7 separate regions of the Mus musculus genome follow, and regions 1, 2, 3, 4, 5 and 7 are each linked to region 6. Evidence: chromatin contacts called from public promoter capture Hi-C data. All regions are on one chromosome and are shown on one strand. The core of a region is the stretch at or near the end of the contact, and the rest is flanking DNA. Distances in the headings are between cores, read along the strand shown.

Region 1 (3,218 bases), core at 650-3,149, 2.6 Mb before region 6:
TATTTGTGATGGTAGGGACAACCGATTCCAGAGCCTCAGTGTGCAGAGTACTTCAACCACCAGATCCATGCCTGTTCTTTGGTTTGAAGCACCCATTCTACTCTCCCTGGACCTCTGCTGACATTATCGAATTCTCAGTAGCATGAGGGTGTGCCCATGGGCTCTCTGTTGTAGCCTGCAAATCTATTTGCATTGCCAGTGACACCTAGGGCTAGGTGCGGTAGTGTAAGCCTCTAATTCCAGCACTCAGCAGGCTCAGACAAGGATTTACCACAAATTCAAGGCCAGCCTGGACGTCTTTCAGACCAGCTTGAAATGTATAGTAAGAGTATGTTTCAGCTGGGCGGTGGTGGCGCACACCTTTAATCCCAGCACTTAGGAGGCAGAGGCAGGTGGATTTCTGAGTTCAAGGCCAGCCTGGTCTACATAGTGAATTCCAGGACAGCCAGGGCTACACAGAGAAACCCTGTCTCGGAAAGAAAAAAAAAAAAAAAAAAAAAAAAAGAGCATGTCTCAAAGTAAGCTTAAGGGGGTCTGAGATGTAGCTGAGTGGCTGGAGTGCTTAGTGTGTACCCGCCCTGGAGTTAATCCCTAGCCCAGCATGACCTGGATACTTAAAATCAATCCCAGGCAGGGGAGGAAGATCCAACATTCCAGGTAATCTTCAACCACATAGCAAGTTCAAGGCCAGCTGAGGTACATGACACCCTGTCAGGGTGTGTGTGTGTGTGTGTGTTTAGACTGAAGGCCATGTCAAATTCCACTGAGATCATGAACAGAATTTTGATTGGAACTATATTACTTGGAGAAAATTCTCCGTTTTAGGCTCTTATCTGTGAAAACTATATTGCTCTACTTAGGTTCCTTTTGCTGTTTCATAGCTTCTTTGTGGTCCTGAGATTAGAATTTTATTAACTTTAAAGAAACCACTTAATCTAGTATGCACTACATTCTAGTTGCAAGTTTCTAGCACCAAGGTCACCTCTACACAAGCTGACCACACACGAGCTGTACCCTAACCTGAGGGGTGTTTTTATTTAATTGTGTATATGAGCACTTGGGGTTTCTATTGCTGTGACAAAGTACCATGCACTAAAAGAGAGGCAAAGGAAAACGTTTGTTTATTGATACTTGCTTTTGATGTCTGCGCATCAAAGTTACTCTCCTGGTTTTCTAGGGGTTCTATATAATTAGTTGCCGAATTTTATCACGTGGTCTCCTACTTCTGTGGGTTTTTTCCTCACCATACCTCGCGTGACACTTTAAAGAGTGTTTACTTTTATGTGTACTTGAGCGTGTCTGCTGACCTCTGTCAGGATCAGAGCCCCTGTTACTGGATTTCCTGGCACTTTTCGGGGTGCGGGAGCCAAACCTGAGAGCTGCAAGATGGCTTAACTTCCGCCCCTCTGTGCTTTTTCAATGTAATGAATTAAACATTAACCACGATATATTGCATTTGATATGCAACTCCGGGTCCCGGGTGGTATTTATCAACCTCATCACAGACACAGTTACTACGGCGCGCACGCCCGGGGTGAGGGTGGGTTGGGAAGTCCACCACGTGATCCGCAAGGCTTGAGGCGGAGAGCGACTTTTCAGTGTACCCAAGCCGTGGGAACGCGCCTGTCAGTTTAAGCAGTACGTCTCCCCCGATAGCTCTCTCCCTTTAGCCTGTTAATCTCTACTGTTGAGCACTTGTAATATTCGCAAGCCCCAAAGGCCAATCGCACCGGAAGTCGAACGCGCAAATCCGGAACTGCGTTCTGCAGACGCGCCTCCTCTCGGTTTTGGCCCTGCCCCTTCCGTCTCGAGTCGGGCATCGATTGGTCGGCGCGGTCCCATAAGAAGCTGCGCGCAGGCGTATATGATCTTTTCCTCAGCTGCCGCCAAGGTGCTCGGTCCTTCCGAGGAAGCTAAGGCCGCGTTGGGGTGAGGCCCTCACTTCATCCGGCGACTAGCACCGTGCCGGCAGTCTACAGCATGGCTTCCGTCTCCGAGCTCGCTTGCATCTACTCCGCCCTCATCCTGCACGACGACGAGGTGACGGTCACGGTAAGTGCGGGATAACCCCGGGCCGGCCACGTGTTTGTGCGGCGGACACCCGGCTCCGCCCGGACTTCGCATTCTCAGGCATTCGGTGACTTGGAGGCCTGTGAGGCGTATGCGCTCTGTCCTCCCCGCGCGGCCCAACCCGAGACAGGTGAATGGCGGTCCCGAGCGCGCATGTTAGGCCTACTGTTTAGAGTGGGCTGTTTTTATCTAAGTTTTAGGCCTCGAACTCAGGTCGTCAGGCCTGCGGGACAATCCCACAGCCCGCTGAGCCTTCAAACCTGGCCTTGTCTTTTTTAAGGTTGACTTTAGCCCAAGTACGAAACTTAACTCTGTATAAGTGACTGAGTTTTAGCCGCATTCTGATCGTTCTGACGGGTTGGCGTTTGTGTTCCAGGAGGATAAGATCAATGCCCTCATTAAAGCAGCTGGTGTCAGCGTCGAACCTTTCTGGCCTGGCTTGTTTGCCAAGGTAAGTTTTGGGGTTACACTTGGTAATGTACGATTTCCACCACCAGCCTTGATTTTTGTATCTTAGTTTGTACTTATTGATGTGGCTTTTATGTCAGGCCTTCACGGTCCATGGCTTGAGAATGAGTTTTGTTGCCTCTTAAGTTTGGGCATTTGAAGCAGTGAGATTCATGCAAAGTGGATAGCTACATTCTATTTATACAAACAGCTTTATTTCTGGCAAGTGGGGTCAATCAACTGGTGGCAGTTGTATATTGATTCCCTGTAGTCCTGAACATTGCTTTGGTCTCATGGGTGAAAAGAGCTTAATTGAATCATTAAATCTTGCAGCACAAAACTAAAAGCCTTTTCTATGTCTCTGTTGTAGGCTCTGGCCAATGTCAACATTGGGAGCCTCATCTGCAATGTAGGGGCTGGTGGGCCCGCTCCAGCAGCTGGAGCTGCGCCTGCTGGTGGTGCTGCTCCATCCACTGCCGCCGCCCCAGCTGAGGAGAAGAAAGTGGAGGCAAAGAAGGAAGAGTCCGAGGAGTCTGAAGATGACATGGGCTTCGGTCTTTTTGACTAAACTGCTTTTGTTAAGTTGGCTAATAAAGAGCTGAACCTGTAGGTGGACTGGTCTCACTTGTAAGCCACAAAGCTCTTGGAGTTTCAGAGATGGTAGCAGGTCCCAAAAAAATGTCAGGGAAGGAGGGTCTTGA
Region 2 (3,138 bases), core at 636-3,135, 2.2 Mb after region 6:
TAGACCACCTCATCCCAACATAGGCTTTCTTCTTGTAGCTTTATAGACTGCCATTTTCTTAGACCTTTGTCTTCTGGGACAAACACCTCTTTCCCTTCTCCCTTGTCCTCGGTCTCCTGTCTTTGTCTCTTATTCTCTGCCCTCTGAAACAAATCAATTTCATTTGTGCAAAGAACCTGAATTGGGGTGTCTTGGGTTAACTTCAAGGTCCCTACAGATGGTCTTATGGGAAGGATCTTGGGCAGGGATTAGGAGGCCTGGTTGGTAGCTTTTCTTTCTTAAGATTTATTTATTTAATGTATGTATTGGTACACTGTATGCTGTCTTCAGACACACCAGAATAGAGCATCAGATCCCATTACAGATGGCTGTAAGTCACATGTGGTTGCTGGGAATTTGAACTCAGGACCTCTGGAAGAGCAGTCAGTGCTCTTAGCAGTCAGTCCACTGAGCCATCTCTCCAACCCCCTCTGGTAGCCTTTTTACCCATGAATATATAAAAGAAAACCCCATGGAGTGAGGCAGATATATTAATACAGGTCTATAATTCTAGCTACTTGGGAGGTCCATGGTAGAGAATAACAAGATCAAGGCTACTATCAGGGATCATTCAGCAAGACCCTTTCTCGAATTAAACGGGAGGTGGGAGATGGATTAGCTCAGTGGTGAGAACATTTGTCTAGAATTTGTGGTGGTTCTGGGTTATATTAATTAAAAAAGAAGCCCAAGGAGTTTGAGATAGATTGGTTCATCCTCAGTGTTCAGTTAGGTGGGTGCCATCGAAGAGAAGAAAGTTGGATAGGGCTCTGACTTCTTTTTTTTGTTTTGTTTTGTTTGTTTGTTTTTTTTTTGTTGTTTTTTTGTTTTTTCGAGACAGGGTTTCTCTGTATAGCCCTGGTTGTCCTGGTGCTCACTTTGTAGACCAGGCTGGCCTCGAACTCAGAAATCCACCTGCCTCTGCCTCCCGAGTGCTGGGATTAAAGGCGTGCAGCACCACGCCCGGCTAGGGCTCTGACTTCTTTTAGGACCCAGTTACTGGACTTTGAAACGGAAGCTGCATGGACCAACAAAGAAATGTCTTAGTTTTTTAAAATCTATAATGGATATAAAGTGTCATCACATAGCATTACAAAGATTAAACCTGGTATGACATTTAACATTTAACATCTGGGGAATGTGAAGTGCAGTTAAAAGAAATTCATTATTCATGGGAAGATAACTTAATACCTTACTTTATATCATTTTAGAATGATTTGAAGTTTCCCCCAATACATATGTACTATACACAATAAAACTAGCTTATGAAAACTGGGGATTTATAACACTGGTGTCCAAATTCTGGTGGCTTACAACCATCTGTAATGGGATCTGATAACCTCTTCGGGTGTGTCTAAACACTGGCAATTTCCTCAGTTCCGAAATCATGAAATTACTCTGGAGACCCATTCATTCAGCTGTGGCTTCTCCAAAAACCAGGCTAATCTGTGGCAGTATCTGGCTCTAAGAGAGGACACCTCACCTGGACAGGTTCCCCATCACGCCAGACAAGGCTTTCTCCATCGCTTTCCCAGCAAAGATGAACTTCCTGGCCCACCCAAACTTCAGGGATGACCAGTTCTACCCGAAACCAGCAGGTCCACCATCTGTAAGAGAGCCATTTTGATGGGCCTAGGAGTGGAAACCCTCGGCTTTAAGATGTTCTCCATGCATGTGCAGCATCAGAGAAATGGTCAAAGAATAAAGGGAAAGGGGGAGAGGCAGCAGGGATGAAAATACTCAAGTGAAGACGCCGAAGGATAAAGGAGCTTCTCTCAGCAGAGGGCGCCACTCTGCTATCTAGCAGACTAGGGTTTGGTCGTGGGGCGGAGCTTCGCCAAACTGGGCGTTACCCACGTGGGTCCGAAGCTGTCGCCGACCTGCGCAGGGCTGAAGTTCTGCTGCACCGCCTTCTCATAGGGAAGCCTCTCGGGCGTCAGGAAGCTGGAGAGTGTCACCGAGCAGCTGTCCCCGAAGAGCCTGGGCAGGAGCAGCTGATGGGCGCATGCTCGAAGCCGCCCCTGTCCCACCCGTGAGCCAGCGGATGGCTGGGGAAACGCTCTCCCTTGGCTAAGGCCGTGAGGACTGCCTGGCAGCTCAGCAGCACAGACCAACCTCTACCGTTCGCTCCCCAGCCCCTGGCCTGGCAGTGGCGGGAACTTTGTTCCGCGGCCCGGTTGGCCACGGCCTGGGTTTCCCTCCGGAAGGGAAGGGGAGAGCGCGCGGGTGTGGTAGGCCAAGGACCACACCTGCCGCGAAGGTTACAGTCGGTGAAGTAGATCGGGGACACGAACTTCTCCACCCGCTCGAAAGTGGTGCGCCAGTGCTTCAAGAACGGCGCTGCCGCCATGGCGATGCGCCTTCCCTCCCCGGAAGATCCTTGGTGCTGCCGGCTCGTTGCACCGCTTGGAACCAAAGGTTCCGGCATCCAACCAGCTTACAGACCCGAGCAGCTTTTCTGGGAACACCACGGCTTTTGCAAGAGGCTGGCTCTGGGGAGCCTCCCAGTGAAACCCGGAAGCTGAGCCTTCGCGGTTCTCACCTCAGCCTTGCTGTCAGACAGCTGGGTAAATTATTTTAAAATACAATGGTAAGTTTGAGCTGGTGGTGTGGTTCGGTAGGGAGAGTGCTTGCCTAGGATGCACAAAGTTCACAGACCAGGAAGTGTAAATTGGAGTAATCTGCGACAATGTAGCGCCTTTGAGTACAGCCTGAGCTACTTGGTATTCTGAAGGAAGGGCTAGGGAGGGAACCCCTGGAAGGGCATGGGAAAGGTTTAGTTTTCCATTCTCTTCACTTACTCAAGCATTGGTAACTGCATAATATGAAAAGCGCAAGGCTACTTCGGGTGTTTTCAGAAATACAGAAAAGGGGCTTTGCACACCAGTAATCCTCCATTACATTACATGCATCACCGTTGCCCATTACCCCAATGTCCAGAATTTTGATCTAACGCAGGTCAACAAGTGCAAGGAAGTTTGAATGCTAACCTCCAGCTTTAACGTTTGCAGGAGTCTGGAAGAAAATAATACAGGAGGAATCTAACTAGCCTGCTTTAATGGAAATAACCAGGTTTACATTCCAAATGCAGGTTACCCAGAA
Region 3 (3,308 bases), core at 488-2,987, 2.0 Mb after region 6:
CAAAATAATGGGGCTGTAGTCTTAGCTGGGCCCTAGGGTCTTGCAGGCTAATCATGACATAATGGGGTCCTCCTTGGGTCTACAGCCTGAGAGTTCTAGACCACAGGAGCCAAGGGCACTCACTGTCTTCCTCCCAAGTCACTCCTGACATCAGGAGTGGAAGAAGATGCTACGCACAAGGGAGAAGAGGGCAGAGTTAGTATGTGTGATAGTAGGAAACAATATCTCCTTGAGAGAAGGCTGAGCCTGTCAGATTTGGCATGACCCAGAGCTGGCAGGGCACAGATGCACCTTTCTAGTGTTAAAGCATGTTAGTAAGATACAAAACCCAGGCAACCTGGGCTTCTGTCCCAATTTGCAATGTGATTTGGAAAGCCCCAAACCTCAGAGTCTCTCCTCTATTTGTCTAGCCTCTATTTGTAAAAAAATCTTCCAGCTCTAATCCAAGAGACACCCTCCCCTTCTCCTTGAGTGACCTCACTTCCTCTTCCTAATCCTACCTGGAGCCCAGCCCCTCCGCCCCAGCCCCATCTTCTCCCATACCTGTGCCCTCAGCTCTGTTCTGACTCAGGCAGTCCTGATCTTTGGGTCAAGATGGGTGTTCTGAGTGGTTTTGCCCCAAAAACTAATTTTGATCTCTATGGTGTTCAACTATTCTTCACCATGCGACCCTGCCTTGGCCTTGGGCAGTCCTGGAACTGCAAGGATTAGATTCCTTCCAAGAAAGAGGTGCTAGCGCTGAGCTGGGCAAGGCCCCACAACCAGATGGGCTAGAGTCCAGGTGAACAGAGGCAGTGGGTTTCCCAGCCCCTTTCTGCAACACATCAGCTTGGCTAGGGATGCTTCATCCCATCAGCTTTCCAGGTTGCTCATGCTCAGACCGGTTCTGGTGCGACACATTTGCCAGAAAGGCTCAGATGCCCACCAAGGCCGCTTGGCAATATCTCCAGAGTCTCATTCCTGGCCCACTCCAGGTCACTAGGAGCTGATATATACTCGTCTGTACTTTACCTCATAAGTCCTTCTTAATTTCCTAATGCAACTTGTTTGTTGAGGAAGTTAGGGCTGCCTCGAGATATCCTTTAGCATTTTTATTGTCTTGCTAGGAACTGAGTGTGGTGGTCCAAGCTTTTGACTGCAGCACTCAGAAGGCTGAGGCTGGTGTGTCTCTGAGTTCACGGCCAGCCTGGTCTACATAGTAAGTTCCCAGACAGCCACAGCTATATAGTGTGACCTTCCCAAACAAAACAAAGCAAAAGCAAAACAAAAAAAAAAAAAGGACTGCTAGATAGCCCAGGCTCAGCTCAAACTCTCAGCAATTCCCCTGCCTCAGCCTCCCATACCCCAATTTATGTGCTACACATCTTTTCGAAGCCTGATGGCCCTATTTCTAAGAGGCAGAATATCACTTTTACAAATGAGGAAACTGAAGCTCATAGAGGTTAAGTGGCAGGTCCAAGGTCACATGGCTAGAAAGTAGCAAGGAATGAATGATCTAACGGAATGACTGAATGAGGGCTTACGATCGCCCTCGGGGCAGAGGTTTGAGGAAGGAGGCGAGCGAAGACTGTGCACAAAGCCAGAGGCCGGGTCGCGGGAAAGTTGGTTCCACTCAGGCCTTCGGCACGGGAGGACCCAGGGGAGCGCAGGCTCCCAGAGGCACAGCCGGGTTCTGCCCCCACTCAACGGCCCGCCCCGCCCCCGCCCCGCCCCCGCCCCGCCCCGCTCGGGACCACAAACGGCGCCCAGCGGCAGCACGAACGGTCGCGCGGAACGTCTCTCTGGGCTAGCTGCCTGCCGCGACTTCCCGCGCAAGGCCGGCGGGACAGGGACCCGCAGCCTAGGCGGCGCTGAAAGATGCCGCGGCTGCTCCGGGTGGCGGCCGCTAGAAGCCTGGTGCTCTGAAGGTAGGAGCTCGCCTACCCGGCAGGCGCGGAAACTTGGGCCGAGTTTGCGGGCGGCGCGTGGGCAAGGGGCGGGTGGCCCTGCCCCAGGGCGCCCCTACCGGCCAGCCCCAGGACGGAGCGCGGGGACCGGGGCCCAGGTGCTGAGGCTTCGGGCGGTCAGACTACGGGGCCCAGTCATACCGCTGCCCAGACTTTGCCAGGACTTGGATGCTCCCTGGGCCTGGTAGAGCTCCGGAGCCACAGCACTGCCTGGGCGTTAGGGCTGGCGAAGAGTCAGGCGGATCCCTCGGGCCTCTCGCGGGGCCAGGCTCACGCGGATTGCCGGGCGCCGATTCGGGGTGGCGGTGGGGGGTTGGGATTGGTGGCGGCGGGCGCTGAGGTGCCGCGGGGCCGTGGACGAACCCTGTTGGAACAGGACCGCCTGCGGTTTCCTAGCCACTGCTTGACTCACTCTCTGGCCACAGCCCAAGCTGGCGGGATCGTCCCGAAGGAGGTGGCTGCCCAGACTTTGAGGCCGCCCCCCCCCCAGCCCCCCAGCCTTCTGGACCTCAGTGCAGTCTGCGGGCATCGATCCGTGGGGTTCCCAGTGCGAATCTCCTGACTTTTTTACACGTTTACGTGAGCTAAGGAAGGGCACCGTTGGGCAGTGGGGGGCATGTGTGCAGATTCGGGCCATGCATGTACGTGTAGGAACAGCTTTGCATGCGTGGCCCACGGCAGTCTGTGTGTCAGCCTGCCGGGGTGCACGTGCGTTGCAGAGGCGCGGAGAGAGAGGCTTGGGGACACCCGGAAGCCTGGTGTGGCGGTGGGGCGCCAGTTCCCTACTGAAGCCGGCTGGCTGTGAGCCACTGGCACGAGGGTCACGGGCGGGGCCGGGAGAGGGAAATTAGGAGCGGAGCATCCGGGGAGACCCTTTCTCTCAAACTGAGAAGTGTGGGCTGCTCCACGTTGAGTGAGTGCTCAGAACCTCAGCACGCAAAGTTTTTAGAAGACTGGTATCTGTTAGAGCGGAGAGAATACTGATGCGGGCCTCAACTTGGCTGGGATCGCGCTCTTCATGAGGCCCCAAGGATGTGACGTGGAAATGGACCCACGGAGTTGTCTGTCTCCCTCGTGGAAAAGCAGGAGTGTAGGCGCTTGACCCTGCCCTGGGTTCTGGCTGAGGTTAGAACTCCTCTAAGAACTGGCAGAACTTGGACATCTTCACGGTAGGATCACCTGTTGGCCCTACCTTCCCCAAGCGCCTTAGGCTACTTTGGTATCCGGAAACAAGGCACCTTCTTTTTGGCTACTCTCTCAGTGGGGGTGGCCTCTACCGAGGGAGCTTTCCATCCTACTGGCCGGGCATTACGTCACCGCCTCACCTTTCAGAGTCTTGGGTTGGCTTTTTGGCGCCCTCAC
Region 4 (3,272 bases), core at 110-2,609, 2.8 Mb before region 6:
AGCAGATTGTGTGGGCAAACGCAGTATTGTAGCAGGGAAATAAGGGATGAGAAGGTGGGGACCACAATACACTTTAATTTTCTCAAGACGTGGGATTCTCAGGACAGGGCAGCTCGAGTGGATAGAACCGGCAGGGTAGTTGTGTTCTGTTCAAATAACAGGGGATAATGAGTGTGTTCTGGGGATAAAGGGGCTAAAAAATTGATAATGGGGGTGGGGGTGGGGGTGGGGGAGCTGACTGAGTCTGGGCCTGGCTGAGGTCCAGTGCACAAGGGCAGGAGTTAACCTTGAGAAAGAGTAAGGCTACTTTTTGTGTTGGGCAAGGGAGACTAGGGGAAGATGAAGGAAAGCTACAGGGCAGGCATAATAATGAGTGAAGGGACTTAAATGTGAGGGGGGAATGGGAAAGGCTAGGAAAGCCCAGTTTCTGAAGCCAGTACAGATAAGCACCACAGTTTCCATTCCTTCCTTTTAGATTTATTGAATGCTCTATACCCTACCTGTGCTAAACATTACTGGGCCCTATGGTCTGTAAAGATACAAGTTCTCGGGTTTGTTAGGTTAGCACTCGTTTGAGATTTCGTTCTTCATCTTTGTGGAAGACTTTAAGTAGAACGCACAAATGAATTAGAAAGGTCCTTTGTTGGACCAGATAAACTGGGTTGGAGCTTAAAGCACCCGTGACGATATCATCGCCGTTTGAAATAAAAACGGAAGAGAGTCCGAAATGGGAGAAAGCTACACTAAAGGAGGAGACCGAAGTGAGTAAAGTGAGGCTGTAAGTCTTCAGGCTGGCAGATGGGACCTCCCTGTTCACTTCAGAGAGCAGTGAAAACGCACGGACAGCTCTTCGGTTTAAGCACTATTTAGTTCAGCTTCTCCGCTAAGTGTCTCTACGGCGGCCGAAGAGGACCAAACTTTGCCCAAACCACGTCATCTAAAGTACCTCTGCAACTGCCCAGGTAGCAAACTGACATCGGGTCAGCAACACCTTCGCCCGCAATTTATTGATGATAGGCGGGGAGAATTAGCTCTACTCTTTTGCAATTGGTCACAGGAGAATGCGAGTCCCGCCTTCTGCGCTGCCACCGTTGATTGGTTTTTTGGAACTGTCATTCGAGGACTCTCCGCCCCCTCATCATAGCTCCTCCCCTTAATATGGCCCCTCCTCTTGGTGACCCCGCCTTCTACACCGAATCTAACAGGCTGACGGAGCTGCCATTCGAAGAGCCTCCGTCCCGCCCTCTCCTCCCCGGCATGGCCTCGCCCCTTACCGTGGCTGGGATCTCGCGGGAAGAGCCGCGGGCACGGCGGCGGCTCGGCTCCCCAGTAGCGCGCCGAGCGGGCGGGCTCTCCTCACACGAGCGCTTCCTCGCCGAGAGGCTGGAGCTGCGGCAGCGCAGGCCTGGGCCGCCGTGTCTCTGCCGCTCGCTTCAGTTTTCCTCAGGGCTCTGGGGGCCGCTCGTCCGCCGACGCGCCTCAGGTGAGGGAGCTCGTCGTGTCGTGGCTGAGGGGCGGCCGTGGCAAGTGGGCTCGCGACGGGGGCGGCTCCCGGGGATGCGCGGCGTTCCGAGTGCGGGGATCTTGGGTGACGCGGCGGGGGCTGGGGTCTCGGGGCTTCTTTGGCTTTGGAGTGGGGGTGGGTGGCTGCCCAGGCGGTCCCGGGTCTCTAGGGTCGCGGGAGCGCGTCCTGTGTCCTGCCTGAGAGCCCGGGTGCTGGCATAGCGCGGTTCTGGGACTTGGAGACCATTTCTGGCGATCCCGTGCAGTTGAGGGGCTTGGGATACAGTTTAGCCTTGTCCGGAGGGCACGGGGAGACCTATGAGCGGAGAGGGGTCCGCTTGGCATTCCTGGGGTAAAGCAGGAGGATGTCAGGGTTCCAGAGACTTGGGTTTGTTTAAGGTCGCCATGGGGTGATAAGACGATGCCCGTGTCCCTCCCGGGAAGGAACGGACTGGGTGGGTGTGGGTGGGGGCGGGAAGCGTGCATGGGGAGACCAACATTTGTATTGGGGTTTCTGCTTCGCCCAGAGGGGGGCGGTAACTGTGCGTGATGGTCCCCATTCTTTTTCGGGGCGACAAGGAGGGTGATTTTGCCGTGTGGGCGCGGCTCAGCGGTCTCTGGGTCTCCAGGGGTGCCAGACCCGGTTTCAGGAGCCACCCCATGGCACTGCTTGTGGCTTTCGGTATCTGACGGTCTCGATCTGGTCTCTCTCTCTTTCTCGATGAGATTTAACTCAGTGCTTCTTCGTTGGACGCTTGATCGGGGCAGTTGCCTAGTTGGAGACACAGTGGGCTTGTTCTGCAGTTTTCTTTTCTTTGCCCCAGGATACCTTTGGGGACGCGCTGGTGTCGCCGGAGCTCTGATCTCCGGAGGAGAGGAGAGGAGCGATACCAGACTTGAGCATGTTGTCTGGAATACCTGACTGTTGAGTGAGGGTTTAGATCTGAGGGTAGGGCGGCTGTGCGATTTGGGCTTTCTGTTTTAGGTAGTGTTTGATGGTCTTGCATGGTTAAATCTGTCCTGAATTTGCCTGGGTGTTAGGTAGTGCCAAGAAGCATCCTTTCTAAAGGTTTTGTGGAAGAGGGGTAATTAAAAACAAAAGTGTAGCATATTATGTATGTATGTCTCAAGTCCAGATTTCTACAAAAGCGTCATTGGCAACCTGTTAATGATGCCCTATTGAGCTTCTTTAGAGAATTCTGGTACATCAGTTTTTACCGTGGTTTGAATCTTACAGAGTTCTTGAAGACTCTGCCAGACTTAGGTGGAACTTAAAATGACTTATAGGTATCTGCCTGTGAGTGGTTTAAAAACGTGTGTCAGAATGTCTGTACATTTGCCTGAGAATTCTCCTGGTTAGGCAGTCTAATGTCACTTTAGTCTAAGGAAACATTGCTGAGGTGCTTGTAAACAGAAAATATGATATAAGCAGGCAAATTGAAGTATCTTTGCTTTGTCAGTCTTTTTCTTGTCAGTTTTTTTTAAAGATAATTTCTTCTGTCTTTTTAATTAGAAAGATTGGGGACAAGTTACTAAAGCTTTGAATTTTGCAATCATGTAAAAACAAACAAAGGAATGTACTGCAGTGCTAATTTGGGCTTTGGGGCTGGGTATTAGGTTAGTTTTCATTTTCTCACACCTAAGTATGGGATCATCTTTTATGATCATCAAAACTGATCAATTGAGCAAATATTTGGTTGAAACCAAAGCCCAAAAACTCAGTTTGAAAGACAAATGACAAAGTAGCCAAATTTCAGAAGCTTCAATCT
Region 5 (2,895 bases), core at 134-2,633, 2.4 Mb after region 6:
ACTCAAAGATCTGCCTGCCTTAACCTCCTAACTGCTGGGATTAAAGGCTGTGCCAGCACTACCTCGCCCTTTTGCTTGTTTTTTTTTTTTGGGGGGGGGGGTGTCCTTAACTCTGAAGCCAGGACCTTGAAGAACATCTGTTTTCAGGAACCTCCTGGGTCCCTTCTAACCACTAGCTGGCCAAACTACAGGGCGATCATTTCCTTAGGCAAGCAAACACTCCAGGACTTTAATATGGTATTTCCTGGGGCTGGAATATCAACAGGAAGTCTTGTGGATAAAAGCTCTGCCAAAACATTCATTCCGAGAAAAGGACTGGTTAAGTGACAAATCTGCCCAGCTTGTACAACATCCTGCAACCTCCACGTGAGGCTCCAAAGCCTCACGCCTTCAACCCTTTTCCTGCCCTTAGGCTCTTCAGCTAGCAAGATAATAGATATGGCTATGTAGGACCCTAGGTAAGAAGAACGACCAGACAAAAATGTGCACTTAAACAACGTCGGTGGGACATTTATTGGCATTAGGAAAGGGTTTCTTTAAACGATATAAATATACTGAACTCAAACTCTCCATCCAGACGGTCCTATTTCAAGATGAAAGCAAAGGGGAAGAGGTAACATTCCTGCTTCTACACCACAAAGTTTAAGGCACAAGAAGCTAGCAATCCCCAGTGCGGTACAAAACTGCTTCCCACTGTCTCTCAAGACACAGTCACTTAATTGTCAGTCCAAATTCTAGGAAAAATTCCCAGTACACCGGGGCAATCCTCCCCATCCCCGGTTCAGTGACCTGTAGCTGAGAAGCCAGGACAAGAAGACTCGCTAGGCATCTAGATCAAAGTCATCGCGCTCCTCATTGTACTCCAACACGTGCCGCTTGATCTTGGATGAGTCCACCCAGGTGACAAAGTCCTCCATGCTGCGAGTGACGAGAAAGGCGGGATCAGTGACCACGTCTGGGCCCACGCGGACATGACCCTGCTCCACAAAAGCCACAGCAGCTTGGAGATGCTGCGCCATGCGTAGCTTGAGGAGCAAAGTAGGCAAGCGGCGGCGGCAGAAGGACGAGGCCGAGACGGAGTCGCAGAGTTCCAGTGAGCCGCGCGTGGGCACCAGGCCCATAGCGTACAGCTTGTCCAACAGCGCCGCCGAGGCGCGCACGCGGAATGGGTCGCGTTCCGGCAGGTCGCGCAGGCGCCGCGCCAGCTCGCGCACCGCTCGGCTCAGCTGGTTGTAGCGCGTGTACTCCTCGCGCCGCTGCAGCCGGTACCGCCGCAGCACACGCAGTTCGTGGAGGTTGTGGTCGGTGACTTCCCAGTTTAGGAAGTCCACCTGTTTCAGCAGCTTCTGCTCGTGGAACTTAAGCTTCCGCACCATGATGGAGAATGCGGGAGAAAGGGAATACGTTGAAAATCTAGCGTAATTTCCGCCTCGACGTAGAAAGACCCCGCCTCTAGATCACTGGACCAATCAAAAGATTGGTTAAAGACACGCCCCCGGTTTTTCATTCGTCCAACTCTGGAACTTCCTGTTTTGAAAGGGGAGCGGGGGAGAAAGAATTGCGGAAGGAGAGCCGTGTCCTGCGAATACACTTTTCCTTGCATGCAGTGCGTATGCAACTAGTCTAGTCCAGTGTTGTGTTTTGTTTTTAAATATTTATTCATTTACGTATTTTGTGTATATGATTGCTCTGTCTTCATACCGGAAGAGAGCTTCAGATCCCCTGTTTGTGGTTTTCCTGGGAATTGAACTCTGGACCTTTGGAAGAGCAGTCAAGTGCTCTTAACCGCTGAGCCATCTTGGCAGCACCTAGTTTACTCTCAGAGTTCTGTCTTTGGTGACTGAAGAGAGTCTGCTCCGTCAATAGCTGTAGATGTCAGTTTCCAGAGAGAGAGGTTACTGCCTTTAAAAGAGTTGTCTCATAGTTTTGGTTGTGAGCCTATTATTTAATGGCTGAGCTATCTCTCCAACTCTGGAAAGATGGCTTAGCAGTTAACAGCACGGCTGCTCTTCCGGAGGTCATGAGTTCAAGTCCCATCGCCCACATAGTGGTTCACAACCATCTATAATGTGATCTGATGCTCTTTTCTGACATGCACATGTACATGCAGCTAAGAGCACTGATACACATAAAACAAATCTTTTTTTTTTAAAGCATACACAACTTTAGAAGAGTGGAATGCTAATAAATAAATAAGAGGATTATCTCTGTCAAAAAACGTGATTAGAACTCTGCAAATGTCTCAGTTCCAGTGGTCCCCAGAGTTGACAAATAGTCCCATCCTGGCCAGCATGAGATCTGTCACTGGACTGGCAGTAGTACCAAACAATCAGGATTGGAAGCATTCCTGCCTCTTATTTTTTTGACACAGTTTCCTTAGGTAGCCCAGGTCAGCCATGAATTCACCACAATATAACCAGATTCAATCCAAAAGGATGAGATTATGAGTGAGCATGTGCCACCATGGCTGTCTTACTTTATTTTATTTTTTGAGACAGAATGTCTCTAGTACTATCTGTCCTGGTAATTTTTATATAGACCAGGCTGTCCTTAAACTCAAAGAGATCCATTTACCTCTGCCTCCAAGTGCTGGAGTTAAAGTGTTACTCAGGTATGTCTGGAGATTGTTTCTGCAATCCTCAGTGACTGATGGTACCCATCAATGATGAGAAATTCAGAGTGTAAGTAGGAGTCCTAACCTTCATCTGTAAGAGGTGAACAGTCTGGTAAACAATTCCTGTCTGAAATCACAGAAGCAGAACGAAGGCCAGAAGAATTTCTACTGAGCCCCTACCTGTTGGGGTAACCTCCTGACACACAAACCATATCAGTTATGAAGGTGTGTCTCTCTACTCTCTATTGCTGTAAGTGAGGCTGGCAGGATATATTGTATTG
Region 6 (2,992 bases), core at 437-2,936:
GGTTAAGTAGGTGGCCCCTAATCCAACAGGAATGGTGTCCATATAAGAGAAAAAGACATCACTCTGGAGAACTATACAGTAAAAGGCATGTGAGAGCACGAGAAGCTGACTGGCTCCAAGGTAGGAAGAAAGAAGAAAGGCACCCCCAGCATCAGCTTCCTTAGAAATCACCCTGGCACCTTGATCTGGAACTATCGGTCTCCAGTCACAGAAAGTTTATGTTGTTCTAAGCAACTAGTGTGAGTTATTCTGTTGTAGCTGCTCAAGCTGCTTCCAAAAAAATGCAGCACAGACCTGACTTCTTCCATACATATGCCCTCAGAGCCCAGCACACACCTGACATAGCTCCAAGAAAGATGATCAAGAACCTGATAAAGCCAGGTCTTTAAGCCCAGCACCAGGGAGGCAGAAGCAGCTGGTCCTTAGAGTTCGAGGTCAGCCTGGTCTACAGAGTGAGTTCCAGGAGAGCCTGGACTACACAGAGAAGCCCTGTCTTAAAGAAGAATAATTTAAAAATAAAACTAAACTAAAAAGACAAGAGAAAGAAAGAAAAAGGAAGCAAACAGATCAGATAATGATCTATGTTCTAATGATCTACTTACGTTCCAGACCAGCCAAGGAGGCTGTAGTTCAAAAAGGAACAACAGAAGCAACATTTAAAAAAAAAAAAAAAAAACCAACTCTAACCTAAAGAAAAACATACTAAAAAACTCGCTGATGCATAGTGCCCTTGACAAGACAAGAAAGCCAAGCCTAACTGGAAGAGGGACTAAGGTTAGTGTAAAAAAAATTGGATACATTTCTGTGAGTTTCACAAAGAAAGGAGATACTGTGATTTGAGAGAACCTTAAAAATATGAACTATCACTTAGTATGGGGAAGAAGGTAGTTTCGAGAAGGGCGTGCTAAACGCGAAAGGCGCAGAGTTCTGGTAAGGAATCCTTAACAAAAAATGTTGAATATGAAAATGAGCAGTCTTAGTAGAGTGGTCTTCAGACCGGATGACGTAAAGTCAACAGCTAGAGACAGAAGCATTTAGCTTTAAGTACGTTAGGAAGAGTGCTAAAAAAATAGGAAAACCATCGTGGCCACCTGAGAACAGTCGGCAAAAAAGGGCTGGAAGACAGACAACAGAGTAACCTCAAAAATTACAAGTGACAGGCTGAGTTGAATTTCTAAGAAGCTATGAGAGCTGCTTTTACAGGGAGCAGGGCCAACCGGGTGGAAATATGCTGACTATCCCTGCAGCGATGACGGAAAAAGGCTCGTCTCACGCGTCCGACACTTTCGCCCAGAGGGCAACCCAGACACCACCGAGTCCCGGGCGGACCCCGGAGCGCGCGCACTTCCCGGGGAGGCCCAGAGCCGCAGGCAGGCCCCGCAGGCACTCACCCCACAGCCACGCGGCGCCAGCGCCGGGCGGGCTGCGCGATGAGGGCGTCCCAAGCGGCTGCCAGCCGGCTCTCCGGGGACAGAGGTCCCACGGGCACTGGCGCGGGTCCCAGCCTCAGGGAGCTCCAGAGCGAGCGCAGCGCCGTGCCCGGCAGCTCCGGCTCCAGCAGGAACACGCAGCCCACGGCCAGCGCCAGGAAGCCGGCGCACGCAGAGCCGCGCCACAGCGCCATGTGCACACACCGCCGCACCGGTGGCTACAGGATCCTTTCTCGGCTCGCGCCTCCTCCCAGCTGGGCGCGTGCTGACGTAGACGTGCGTAACGTCACACCCGCGCGCCACAGGCTCTTCCTCCCGATGGGCGGAGCTACGACGGAACTGCAGCCCCAGTTATGGGTGGAGCTATGGGTGGGCTGGAGGCGGGACGACGACAGGGCTGGCGTTGGGGGTTCGCTCTGTTTAAGTCTTGGCGCTGGCGCTGGGCGACGCTGTTGTGCGATTCTGTCCTTGGATGAACAAAGGCAGTAGTGTGGTTCCCAATCCGTACACGTCTTCCCGATATTCACTGATAGCCTGAGATAGAGTGTGTGTGTGTCCGGGGTGGGGGCGAGAGAATACTTTTACTTCCCTAGTAAGATAAGACATGCAGATAACGAAGAAGCAGCAAACCTCGCGATTAGAGTAGTCGGTCTCCCATTGACAACGAGCCACGCTGTTGTCTCTTAATCCGTCCCTCCGCCAGTGTTTGACCTCCATGGTTTTACTAGGCCGGTTCCTTTCTAAGTCTGGTGCAGTGGCGAGGCGGAGGGTGCACGACGATGGGAAGGGCTTCCCGCGAGAGGAATCTGCTCAGACCCTAGTGGTGCTGGGCACGGGGAGTCCACCTCTTGAGATTTTCAGCTAGTCAAAGGCTTCCGCTAAGACTGAAGCGATCTTGTTCAATCTAGAGATCAGATTTAACACTCAGACCCCTTAGATAACCCTTTCGGAGGTGGTGTTCCTTTGAACAACCCCAGAGTAAGCCGCAAAGGGATACAATCATGTGTACAGTATGGAAGGACTATAGACTCGAGTTTTTAAATCCTGGTTTAGTTGTTCCGGGTGATACTACAGAAATCCAGCCCTTCCTCCTTTGATGTGACGGTTCTATGTGAGAGGGTAGGTTAAGAGGCAGGAAAGCTAGGCTTGATGTCCAGTTCATTCTCAGCCTCATCTAGCCTGGCCTATTTCTATTTTGCTAGTTCTGCTAGCTCCTGACCAATTTTCTACTCTGTCTATAATTTTTGAACTTGTTAATAGAAATGTGTTTCCCTGGCTTTGATCTTGGACGTTATCTCCCACCCCCACCCCCAGTATCCAAAGTGTTTCTGTTATGGCTCTCAGCTGTTAACTGGCCAGAGACTGGTTACTAGCCCAGACTAGCCTCAAGTTCACTGCGTTGTCAAGGGTGACTTTGAACTTTTTTTAAAAAGATTTATTAATTTATTATATGTAAGTACACTGTAGCTGTCCCCAGACACTTTTTTCTTCTCGCTCAGACCCCCGGAGCAGTCAGCGTTCTTAACCGCTGAGCTATCTCTCCAGCCCCAACTTTGAACTTC
Region 7 (3,015 bases), core at 429-2,928, 2.2 Mb after region 6:
AGTAAACCAACAATGGCCAAAGTAACTCTCTAACACAGGCCGGTAAGCTATGCTACACATAGGTTTCATACAGTTCAACCTACTTAGTATCTAAAAAGAGCAACATGAAGCTTTAAGGACTAGAAGTTACATAAAACCAAAAGAGAACACAAAATTCTAAGTTACCTTTGTGAAACTAAGCTTATGTAACAAAACCTTCTGTAGGTGAAATCAGTCAAGAAATCAGAGTATTTTACTTAAAGAGAGTTAAATCTTTGACTTAAAAAAAAAAAATTTAGCCTTGGGGTATAGCCTAGCGGTGAAGCAATGCTTATGTGCCCTAAACTCACTCCATCACTTACAATCATAAATTCAATACTTTCTCTAGAAATAAAATCTCAGATTTGTTAGGAGCTCAAATGGTAAACTGAGTTTAAAGTCCTAAGCTACCAAAAATGGTAGCAATTTTTAGGTATCAACCCGTAAAGGCGCAGTAGCTGAACATCAAGGGAACTCCAGGGAAGGTTGGCGCCCTCCACAATTCCAGTCCCTGATCACTCTGCCCCTCCCCCACCGGCCACTGTCGGGGAAGCAAGGGCACAGCACCAGCCGCACCCCACCGCAGACACTCCAGAGAGGACGCTGAGTATCTCGTCCCAATAATTACAACGAAGAGGAGCAGCTGACCACGCTTCTACTCTCCCTAGCTGTTAAGGCGCCATCCATGGTGTGTGAAGCAAAGTAGAAGACTACAGCTACGGGCCACGATGCCCCAAGCAGAATGGATGAAGAAGCCACAGCATAAAGTCCGGACACCTCCACCGTTCCCAGTCTACAAGGGGCCCTCCCACCCACGGGGATGCTGGGAGGAGCAGACACGGAGCCCTGACCCCCTGCCAGACGCCACAGCGGGCTTTCCCCAGCTCCTCTTCACTGCTAAGGAGGCGGAAATCCCGGAGGGGGCGGGGCGGGAGGGGCGTGGCATCACAGCCCCGGACGCGCCTTCCGGCCAACCGGATCCCGCTAAGGCGGGGGAACACAGGCTTCACGCCCCCTCGCCACCGCGCCCTGAAAGCCACACGCCGGGACCCTCTTCCCGTCCCGCACGCCCCGCGGACCCAAAGCAGTTCAGCCAGTGGTCCCGCCCATAAGGGAGAAGGGGCGGGGTCACAGCCGCGGGCCTTTAGCGCGAGCCCGTCCCGCCCCTTTCTCCACCACCGCACGCGCGCCGGCCCCGCCTCTGATCGGCGGGACTAGGACCCGCCCCTCCGTGCGCACCGGGACTACGCTCTCCTCCCCCTCCCGCACTGAGTGCGGCTCCGCTCCGCCCCCCACAGCCACGCACGGGAAGCCGAGGTCAGCCCCCCCGAAAAACACACGCCCTCCAGTCCCGGGTTACCCGCCACCCAGCTGCTGGGCGGACCGCGGTGCGGCGTGCTCTCACCGCAAAAGCTCCAGCCACTCAGCCTGTGCGTCGCTCCCGGCGTGAGCCTCGCACCCAGCACGGAGGCCCCGGAACGGCGCGGGCACAGGCCCGCAAGAGCGGACTGGCAACCTCCTTTGCGCCCACGAAGCGGTCACAGGCCTGGGTGCCCAGACTGGGAAGGAGGGAGGGAGGGAGGGAAACTCTAAGGGGGGAAGGGGAGGGGGGAAGATGGAGAAACCGTCTCTGCCGCCTCTACCGCCGCGGCCGCTTCTCTGTTACCCGGGAAATCCCGCCCACTCTCCCGGCCCGCCCCGCCGAGGGAAGGCTTAACCTCGCTCCGCCACGGGATATATTACCCATCCGTCAATGGTTTAGCCAATCACTATGCCGCAAAGACCTACTCCCGCCCTCTTCCCTCGCTGGGAGGGGAGAGCGAGCCGCTCACCTTCTCCACGCCCCTATTGGCGGGGAGAGTCCCTAACTCAACCCCGCCTATTGGAGACTGATTGCCGAATCCCTCCTCCGGGCTCTAATACTATTGGAGGAAGAGGAGTACCTCTTCACATCTCATTGGAGAGTCTCACATATCCCTCCCCATACCGCCCCAGCCACAGGCCTAACAAATCGGCTCCCGCCTCCGCCGGTCCCTGCATTGGAAGACTACCTTTGCTTCTCTCATAGCCCCAGGAAGGTAAGTAACCAATGTGGGGTAAAAATGTCCTTAAGTGAGGCCGACTCCACCCACTACACGGCTGGGCCAGGCCCCGCCCCCAATGATCTGATTGGACTATCTTGGCGCCGGTAGGAGCCGCCATTGGACACGGCGCCGGTCCAGGAAGGAGACCATTCCGCCCTGCGCGAGGATGCTGAACCTTAGCAGTCCTTTTGTGGAATGTTTACACTGGAGACTGAACCTCAGCGTTCCAAGGCCGGGATCGGAGATGGCGGGGAGCTCAGCGGCCGAAACCCGAGGCTTTGAGATTTGAAAAGGAAAAGGCAGTAGTATTACCCGCCGTGGAGAATTAACCAAAACAATGACAGAAAGCCTTGTCCTTCCTACCCACTTATTTTTACACTTTCACGGTCTTCTAAACACAGCCATCTGGAGCACTCAGCAGCTACTTTCAGCAAGCCGACTCCAAAATTAAGGTCTGGAGCTCTAATCTGATCCAAAAGCCCAGATATTACTAGCTGGTCACTAGGGCTGACTGAATACTGTGACACTGGGACAACCAGAATCTGCAGCCCTCAGGGGGCGGAGATAACCCAGCGGAGGCCTTTAAATGTCACCGCCTGGGCAAGCCTCCGGAAGGCGGAGCATGAAGGGAAAATGTATACTCTATTGGTCGGGTAGATCCAGGGACATTTTAAACTGGAGGAAGAGAGGCTGAAAACCTCACACAGACCACTGCATAAATAAACCTTGAGTGTGCACTTACGTTCACAGAAGGAGTAAAAATTCCAGATTGTGTGAAGGATATGGTCTTAAGAATGACTGTTCAAGGGGAAGGGCTGTAATCGCAACCATTCGCGAAAGGGCAGGAATAGTCTGAATTTAGGAACCCTAAGGCCAGCCCTTCAAAAAAAAGGGGGGTGGGCATTCCTCCTTA

The links. Promoter capture Hi-C pulls out the DNA fragments that hold promoters and counts their contacts. Capture Hi-C pulls out chosen DNA fragments and counts their contacts.
Region 1: a promoter capture Hi-C map of erythroid cells shows a contact between it and region 6, with 26 times the contacts expected there. The contact joins the promoter of Rplp1 here to the promoter of Adpgk in region 6. A contact is called at or near these places in 2 of 39 promoter capture datasets (erythroid cells and liver).
Region 2: a promoter capture Hi-C map of erythroid cells shows a contact between it and region 6, with 21 times the contacts expected there. The contact joins the promoter of Man2c1os here to the promoter of Adpgk in region 6. A contact is called at or near these places in 1 of 39 promoter capture datasets (erythroid cells) and 1 of 9 other capture datasets (adipose tissue).
Region 3: a promoter capture Hi-C map of liver shows a contact between it and region 6, with 3 times the contacts expected there. The contact joins the promoter of 1700017B05Rik here to the promoter of Adpgk in region 6. A contact is called at or near these places in 1 of 39 promoter capture datasets (erythroid cells) and 1 of 9 other capture datasets (liver).
Region 4: a promoter capture Hi-C map of pre-B cells shows a contact between it and region 6, with 6 times the contacts expected there. The contact joins the promoter of Glce here to the promoter of Adpgk in region 6. A contact is called at or near these places in 3 of 39 promoter capture datasets (erythroid cells, liver and pre-B cells).
Region 5: a promoter capture Hi-C map of erythroid cells shows a contact between it and region 6, with 23 times the contacts expected there. The contact joins the promoter of Imp3 here to the promoter of Adpgk in region 6. A contact is called at or near these places in 2 of 39 promoter capture datasets (erythroid cells and pre-B cells) and 1 of 9 other capture datasets (liver).
Region 7: a contact with region 6 is called in a promoter capture Hi-C map of liver, with 2.4 times the contacts expected there. The contact joins the promoter of Sin3a here to the promoter of Adpgk in region 6. A contact is called at or near these places in 2 of 39 promoter capture datasets (erythroid cells and pre-B cells), 1 of 484 Hi-C or Micro-C datasets (CD4 T cells) and 2 of 9 other capture datasets (adipose tissue and liver).

Annotation. Positions count from the first base shown.
Region 1 is chr9:61,913,191-61,916,408 of GRCm38.p6, reverse strand. Rplp1 (ribosomal protein, large, P1) reads left to right here and starts at 1,899. Exons shown (of 3, transcript NM_018853.3): 1 at 1,899-2,052; 2 at 2,447-2,521; 3 at 2,888-3,126. The coding sequence starts at 1,981. The coding sequence ends at 3,085.
Region 2 is chr9:57,130,037-57,133,174 of GRCm38.p6, reverse strand. It overlaps Man2c1os (mannosidase, alpha, class 2C, member 1, opposite strand), which reads left to right and starts at 1,885. Exons shown (of 2, transcript NR_102289.1): 1 at 1,885-2,626; 2 at 3,048-3,138. Man2c1 (mannosidase, alpha, class 2C, member 1) reads right to left here and starts at 2,398. Exons shown (of 26, transcript NM_028636.2): 1 at 2,286-2,398; 2 at 1,894-2,016; 3 at 1,520-1,643. The coding sequence starts at 2,386.
Region 3 is chr9:57,261,028-57,264,335 of GRCm38.p6, reverse strand. 1700017B05Rik (RIKEN cDNA 1700017B05 gene) reads left to right here and starts at 1,737. Exons shown (of 3, transcript NM_028820.2): 1 at 1,737-1,907.
Region 4 is chr9:62,120,696-62,123,967 of GRCm38.p6, reverse strand. Glce (glucuronyl C5-epimerase) reads left to right here and starts at 1,359. Exons shown (of 5, transcript NM_033320.5): 1 at 1,359-1,483. Mir5133 (microRNA 5133) reads left to right here and starts at 1,374; the gene lies at 1,374-1,450.
Region 5 is chr9:56,935,988-56,938,882 of GRCm38.p6, reverse strand. It overlaps Imp3 (IMP3, U3 small nucleolar ribonucleoprotein), which reads right to left and starts at 1,383. Exons shown (of 1, transcript NM_133976.2): 1 at 485-1,383. The coding sequence starts at 1,376. The coding sequence ends at 822.
Region 6 is chr9:59,290,266-59,293,257 of GRCm38.p6, reverse strand. It overlaps Adpgk (ADP-dependent glucokinase), which reads right to left and starts at 1,686. Exons shown (of 7, transcript NM_028121.2): 1 at 1,392-1,686. The coding sequence starts at 1,624.
Region 7 is chr9:57,075,039-57,078,053 of GRCm38.p6, reverse strand. Sin3a (transcriptional regulator, SIN3A (yeast)) reads right to left here and starts at 1,678. Exons shown (of 22, transcript NM_011378.2): 1 at 1,424-1,678. 2700012I20Rik (RIKEN cDNA 2700012I20 gene) reads left to right here and starts at 2,005. Exons shown (of 2, transcript NR_152107.1): 1 at 2,005-2,096; 2 at 2,211-2,851.